Linked DNA regions of Rattus norvegicus: region 2 is linked to region 1. The links are chromatin contacts, called in public Hi-C maps. All regions are on one chromosome and are shown on one strand. The core of a region is the stretch at or near the end of the contact, and the rest is flanking DNA. Distances in the headings are between cores, read along the strand shown. Region 1 holds the start of Hfm1 (helicase for meiosis 1). Region 2 has its middle 120 kb from the start of Zfp644.

What was found. Hi-C and Micro-C count contacts between places; a contact is called where the count stands out from the background.
Region 2: a contact with region 1 is called in a Hi-C map of kidney, with 4 times the contacts expected there. The contact joins the enhancer-like site here to the promoter of Hfm1 in region 1. A contact is called at or near these places in 4 of 12 Hi-C or Micro-C datasets (the A7r5 cell line, Schwann cells, frontal cortex and 1 more).

The regions. Positions count from the first base shown.
Region 1 is chr14:3,000,246-3,004,088 of GRCr8, reverse strand. It overlaps Hfm1 (helicase for meiosis 1), which reads right to left and starts at 1,498. Exons shown (of 39, transcript NM_001412564.1): 1 at 1,435-1,498.
Region 2 is chr14:3,132,332-3,136,183 of GRCr8, reverse strand. No RefSeq gene overlaps it. Among named protein-coding and RNA genes, the nearest start is that of Zfp644, 120 kb to the left of the region's middle. Within about 2 kb of position 2,128, at least 18 of the 93 cell types and tissues checked have an H3K27ac peak or open chromatin away from gene starts, as enhancers often do.

The DNA of each region.
Region 1 (3,843 bases), core at 249-2,748:
GGTTAGTTGATACTGTTGTTGTTCTTAATTTCTTAACCACTCAGTCACCAACAAAAAGAAATAGCAAAATTTAAAGCAAGTGAAGAATCTATAAATGTCTAAAATAATTTGACTACACGATAAACAAAAGCCAAGAAAAACAGAGCAGAAGGTAAGCAGGAATCATTCAGGAATACACGAGCAGAACTTTACACCTATTTACTCAAACAATTTCAGGATTTGAAAAGTTATCTGAAACATGCTAATCAATATTGTGTTTATTGTCCAGGAAGTTGCAAAATGTTTTCTGTCTAGATTGGGAACATTTTAATCAACAAAAGATTAATAAAATAAAAGTCATCAAACCATGTTTTTATAGCTCTGCTGCCTCAGAATGTAAGTGGATCTTAACACTAACATGTATGATCTAATTCTCCTTTCTAAAGGAAAGTAGAAAAAAGGCATGAAACAACAAATTAAAATTAAGTTTAAATGTTACACCATACAAAAAAGACCTATACACACAGTAACAAGAATATTTTTTTTCTCTTTCTTGTACAAAAGTTGGTGTAACTTTAGTTCGGAATAAAACTATCAGATATTTTAATTCTGATGTACTCCAATGGGGGGAAAAACTTTATCTAAAATTGTGCATTTCCCAGTCTTGTATTCTTTACAACACTTCTCTGTAATTGTTACTGTGTGTTTAGTCGTTTATCTTTCTCCCTGGAAAGCAAAAAAAATTATTTTTTTTCCTTCTTACTGTGTTTCAATAACCTGGGACAGTTCCTGGCATAGAGAAGATGATGAATAAAAATTCATTATGCATGAATGCACTAGCAATCAAGGTATAAAATAATTCTAAATTAAGACAATTTGAGTCAACTGATTTCCCCGGGTTGTTAAGTTTAAATTTTTTATTTTTATTTTTTTCTAGCTGAAGATTCATGTAGTCAGTCATGCCATGAAGATTCTAAAGGATGGTGAGTTTGGAACTTTCATGATGTAAATAAATCACTTAAAAAAATAGTCCCTAAAATAAACCTTGTTACATTTTAATGTAAGGTAATACATTTTTAAAGTTTTAGGTTTAGATATTCTCACAAAGTTCTTATTTCAGAGTCCCGTGGTTCTGCCCTGGGATGGTGGAAGCAGGAGGATCAATTTAAGGCCAGTCTCAGCTGAGGTCAGGTTGGGCTACAACCACAAAAAACATGTTTCACTGTGTAATACAGAAATACAGTGCAAAATTCACTAAAGAATATCACCTCAAGTACTTTTTGGAGTCCACAGTGAAACCTGTTTTGTGAGTACAGCTTATTGCTTGTAGAAGTAATAACACACCTTTCTGTAATTCTGACCGTATTTAGTACCACATTCTCTGTGATTTTTACTCGTTGTATGAAAGTATGGGATTGCGGGTTCCTTGTAATTTTTCTACATGTGAAAACATACTTAGTCAGACGCCAGTGGCTCCCAACAGTAATCCCTACACTTGAGAGGTGGAAGACGGAAGCCAGGCAGGGATAGCCTGGTCTACAGAGCCGGACCCTGTTGCAAACAAACAATGAATACTTATTTCAGAAGCGCAGACGTTCACGCATAACTGACTAGACAGAAACCTTTCCTCCGTGAAGACCCTGCGGGACCACGCACCCAAAGGAGCGCGAGGGAAGGACAGAGGCCTGGAGAACAGGCCGCACGGCATGCACGCCCTGAGGTGAGGGTCGGACAGGCCGCGCTCCGGGACAGAGACGCCGCGCACGCACACCCTCACCACGGCAGCCCCTCCCCCCAGCACCAGCTCGGCTAGCCTCAGGCCAAGCAACCTGACAGGAATGCGTGGAGCCGCTCGCCCGCTAGCCCGCCCGCAGGGGGCGCCGGAGGCCCAGCTGCCCCGCCCGGTGGTCCGTCCACGCGACCCCTCCCTCCAACATGTCCCTCCCCCGACGCGCCCCCTCCACTCACGTGCCCCTCTCCCCCCGCGCCCCTCCCCCGGCGCTCCTCCCTCACGCTCCCCCCATGTGCCCACTCCTCACTCACCTCACGCCTCCCTCACCTCACGCGCGCCACTCCCCCCACCTCACACCTCCCTTCGCGCACGCGCCCTCCTCCTCCCGGCCCCGCCAATGCCCACCGAGCCCCCGACGCGCCCACGCGAGGGGCGTGCGTCTGGCCCAGGCCGCAGCCACCTGGCCCGGGTCGCTGAGTCGAGCGCCGATTCCCCGGCCCTTCGAACGCCCCCCAAGCCTGACTTAGTCAAACGCCTAGGAATGGATCAGCAGCCCCCAGTCCCCTTCCCTGCCAACAGTTTCCTTCAAAGATGTGTGGTTGGTTTTGAACAGCGCCTCGCTAATCATTAAATAAATATCTTACCCTTGGGGGTCAGGGGTACCCGGGAGCTCCTCTACCGCCCGGAATTAGCTAGGCTGCAGCCCTGGGGCCCTCCATTTTCTTATTACCTCCATTTACTCATTGTCTTACTTAAAATGGCACCCATTAGGTCACTGGTAAGCGACACGACTGAGTTTAAGCATTTTATCCAGGTCAGGAAATACATCTGCTATAAATACTTGATATCGAATATCACGGTATTTCCAGAGCGTGCCCGTGCCTGGCCCCCAGCTCTTCTTCCTACACTCTATTTCCCTTAAGCAGACCCTGACATTGTGTTCGGTTGTCTAACGGTACAGTTAGAAGTGCATGTTTAAAAACTTTATAAAGATCTCCGCTGTATTTGAAACAATCTATTGTTATTTAGCGTAGATATAAAAAGAAGTATACAAAGTGCTTTTTTTCTATTGACTTCACTCTCAAGTGGCAGCTTTGGCCGCCATACAAGTCACCCGCACGGATAGCATAAAACACAGCAGCCTCGGAGCAGTTAATGTTTTATTTCCCACAACTGAGCATCCAAGCCACCATAGGCTCTGAATTTTCCCTTCCATGGAGATTGCCTGGCACACCACAGGTTCTAGCTTCTTGGCCTCTGACAGCGCTAAGCTCTGGGTGGTGCAGGGATGTCTAGCCCCAGAGGTAGGAATTATGATGTCAATGTGCTCACCTCTGTACACTGAGCAAGCACAGAGCTAAATAACCCCTTCAAGCCACAAAACTAGTGTTTGAGCCTCACTTGTACACAGCTCATCTCTGGTGAATTTTACTTCCTAAATAAGAAGAGTCCTCAGAACTTTCTTACCTATTTTCACTTCTGGGTTCTGCAATAGAGTAAAGTCCTCAGCCAAGTAAATAATTTAAACTCTTTTATTATACTTCGAGTTCTATAATAGTTAACTTTCTTAAGGTTAAAAAAAAATCAGAACCTGGAGAGATGGCTCAGTAGTTAGGAGCACTGGCTGCTCTTCCAGAGTGCTCATGCAATGGCTCATAACTGTCTGTGACTCCACTTCAGAGAATCTGGTGCCCTCTTCTGGTCTCTGCACATGATGCAGGGACATACGTGTAGGCAGAGAGCCCATGACATAAAATAATAAAATGAGAGAGTGGGCCTGGGCAGGGCCAGAGGATTCGTCTGCTCCTACTCCTCCTGCTGCTTCCTGTGAGCAAAACTGGGCAGGTAATGCCGTCCATTTTGGGTGAGTCATGCTATAAGGACCGGTGACAAACCACTTGGGGGAAATAAGAAAGCCAGGGAGTTTAAGGCTTAAAGCATGTTTAAGAAGGCAGGCTGGGGGGTGGGGGGAGGAACCCAGCAGTATATAACGAAGAGAAGGAAGGGCTCAGGAAATAGCTGGCTCCTTTCAAATCTTTAAGGGACTCTTGGGCAGTGTAAATTACTCTTTGGCTGTGCTCTCCAGAGTCAGGGTCAAAACCTCTGCTGAATAAGCAGAGACTACAGCCAGG
Region 2 (3,852 bases), core at 879-3,378, 130 kb before region 1:
CAGAAGGTGTTCACCTTAGATTTCAAGACACAGTCTTTCATTGGCCTGGAACACAACTTGTAGGGTAAGCTAGCTGGCTAGAAAACTCCAGGGATCTGCCTGTCTCTACATTTCTAGGCACTGGAATTACAAATCCATGCCACCATGCCTGGTTTTTAATATATGTGTTCTGGGGTCTGAACTGAGGACAACATGTTTACAGTGGGAGCACTCTCCAGACTTTGGATCTGCTTTTAAGATGTGTCAAATGGGGGTTATAAGTTATTGTTGCTAATGTAGTTTATGAGACAGGTTCTCTCTACACACCCATGCCTGTCCTGGAACTCTAGACCAAGCTGGCCTCAAACTCACAGGGATCTACCCACCTCGGCCTCCTGACGGCTGCAGGCATCACCACATGTGGTTCCAGACCAGCTTCTTCCAACTTCCTTTCTTCCTGCCTCAGCCTCCTGAGAGCTGCAATTGCAAGGAGGTGCTACCCTACAAAGCACAGCGCAGCAGTCTTATCATGGGACAGATGATCACTGCACAATCTGCCCAGTATGGTCAGACAGAAGTTGTTGAAGGACTGGGGTAACTGCCATGCCCAGACAAAGACTTTGCAAAAATTCCCAGGTGTGATTGATACAGGGTATCTTTTTTAAAAGATACATTTTTAAAAAAGTTATTGAAAACAGTGATGTTTTGAGACTCTGCGTCATGGGTTGTGGCTCCACCCTGTGAGCCACCTCTGCACCTGTTCAGGACCACGTGGAGTATTGGGGGACCAGGATCCTCTCCCTGAGGCCACTGCAGTTCGCTCCCGTTCCTGATCCTGAATGCCAAGAGAGAGACACAACCCCAGCAGTGTAACCTGTGTCCTGCGTGCCTGAATCCCAACATTCAGAAAGCTGTGTGACATCATCATTGTCTTACCGCTGCCTCTCCAGGAAACTGCATCTAAAACCTGGCAGTTGATGAGTGCTGGAGTGGGGGTGGGGTGTTCCAGACATGGGAGGGAGGCTACTCAGGCTCCATCTACTCGACAAACAGCACTAACAGACACTGGGCTTTAACAAAACAGAGCACCTAAAGGAGATGGGGGAGGAGCTGGAGGCTGGGGCATGGGGACCGGATTTAATCAAAAGCACATTGTATACACACGTGAAATTCTCAACCCAACAGAACAAAAAACTCTCAGAGAGTAGAGCAAGAACCTTCTGTCAGGTACCTCACCCCAATGAATATCTGAGCCCTTGCTGTGTCTCCTGCACCATCCTGGGCCATGTATACACTAAATTAAGGAAAACCGATTTCTGTTTTGAAACATAGTTTCCCTTCAGAAGGGAGTAATGTCAGGTACATCTTTGGGTTTGCTGTAAGGAACTACAGCTCCCGACACCACCTTTTGTAACTGTTCTCTCTCTGCTGCCCTCGGTAGGTTACAGAGACAACCATCAAGACCACTACAATAGAATGCCTGCGTGGTTCAGAGATGTGCAGTAACTTACCCCAGGTCGCAGAGTGCTAAGTGGAGAGTCCAGGCTTTGAACTCTGGCACAAAGCCCACAGGCACGTTAAGACAGAGAGGCTGTGCTCCTGACACACATGCCTCCTGTCCCAAATGCAGGGGCAGTTTCACCAAGAACCGTTGGTGAAAGAGCCGCAGGGGTGAGGACAAAGAGGAAATGGGCTATAGATGGCGTGGGGCCAGGTCATCTGCCCTGAAGCACCAGGCTGCACACTCACAAACGTGGTGAAATGAGGGTGAACCTTGAAGGAGGAAGAGGCTCCTGGAACGGCTGAGGGGAAAGGTCTTGGGGGAAAACAGGGTGCTCTGCAAGGTGAATTCAAAGGATTGGAGGAATGCGAGCTTGGCTCAAGCACCTGATGTGCTCTGACGCTGCTGCGCTGAACAGAGCTGAGCCAGGAGGGAATGTGTGGGTATCGGGCCTCCGTGAGTCTCAGAGTCACAGGGACAGAAGCCAAAGCCGTGAAATAGACGTTTCTTGGCGAGCTAAGAGCGAGGGCAGCGGCAGCCAGACTTGAGCAAGATGAGGGTCCCGCGTGGGCCTCAGGCGCGGTCCGGGTGGAGAGCAGGCCACGCAGCGCCACCTGCCGGTGGCATCAGGCCATTGCGGTTATCGTGACGTGGCCTGCTGAAAACGAGGCTAGAGGGAAGCTGACATCATTTGCTATCAAGTCCTGACCTGCTCAGTTGGGGTTGAGGCATGACTTAACAGACACCAAATTCCAAAGGGGCCGAAATTTCCGAGTACTGTCAAGAACAGGACAAACGTTCTGAAAATCCTTAAAAGCTAGGTAAATTCAGAGAATTTCCAAAGAGAATTTCCAGAAATATTCCATGAGCCTAGAGACTAAAAGAGACCTTCTTTGTGGTTGTGGAGTTGCTTATTTTAAAAAAGAGGCAGACGTTAATTCATGTACCTAAGAACAGTAAAACAGCCAGTGTCATAAGATACGAAACACAGTCTCCTAAAGTGAGTATTTTGATGGTTTTTGTCTGATTATAAAGACGATGCCCGGAGGTAGGAGAATCAGAAGTTCAAGGTCAGCCACAGCTATGTAGCAGTTAGAAGCTATGTAGCTAGTCTGGGTTAGACTACACTAGAGCTTGTTTCCAAGAAAAGCCAATAAAAAATGCAAAGGTTTAAAATCACACATTAACAGAGAATGAGTCTCCACTTAGTTGACCCTCTTAGGTGACCCTCTAAGGCGTTTCCCAGCATTCACCCTCACACGGCTTTCTGGGGCCCGTTCTGCTCTTTGGCCAGCAGGTGGCAGCACGTCACTGTGTTGGGGGACCCAGGGAGGACTTGTCCCATCAGTTTTTTAATATCAGCCAACCTCTCAGTGGTTTTAAAACCTATGTTTAGAAGGAGCGAGTCAGATGTTATCCCCTGTGAGTTTCTGAGCCAGAAAACTGTTTGCTCCTGCAACTGAACAGCCAGAGGACTGCTGTGGAGGGTATGGCTGTGTATCCAGGACCTGGTCCACCTAGCATGGTTGTATTCTCTGGAGTACTATTTTCTTACTTTCCCCTTCCTGTATTTAGGCCAGCTTAGTCCTGGGGCCGGTCTTCCCTGGTGTTACAAAGTAACTGCAGCAGCACAGCCTTGCTTTCATTCCTCTTACTTTTCAGTGCTCCCAGCAACACAGAGCCTTTGGTTTCAGTGGCCTGGATTGAATCTTCAGTTCTTCAGTCTGTCCTTCCTTCCTTCCCTCCTTCCTTCCTCCCTTCCATCCTCCTTCCTTTCTTTCACCCATACCCCCCCCCCTTTATGAGATAGGACTTGCTTGAATAGCCCTGGCTTTCATGAAACTCACTCTGTAGACCAGGTTGCCCTCCAACTCAGAGACCCTCCTGCCTCTGCTTCACATTTGCTAGGATTAAAGGCATAGGCCACCACCACCAGATTATCTTTCTCTTTATTTTTTTCTTTTATTTTCCCCTTTCCTCCCTCCAAACCCTTCCATATGCCACTTATTATGAGGAGCCCACCAGAGATGACCGCTCACACATAGTTTATAGCCAACTGAAAGTCTTCATTCCAGTTATCCAGGCCCTACTCTGGTGTCTGGGACCTATGTGTGTCCCTGGGCATTTGGAGCGAGGGGCTTTTAAAGCCACTTCTCCTGGTATTATGCTCAACAGCTGCAGGAAGAGGTCTGCATGAGAGGCAGTTTAGTAAAAGCTAAATTAGCTGGAGCATCTTGACCTTGGGTTCTTAGAATAGATTTGGGTAATTTTCCATGGGATTCTCTATCAGGGAGATCAAATTCTAGTTAAGCCTGAAGTGGCCTCGGTAAGAATTGAAGATGGAGGAGCCTCTACACTGTCTTGCCTTGTTA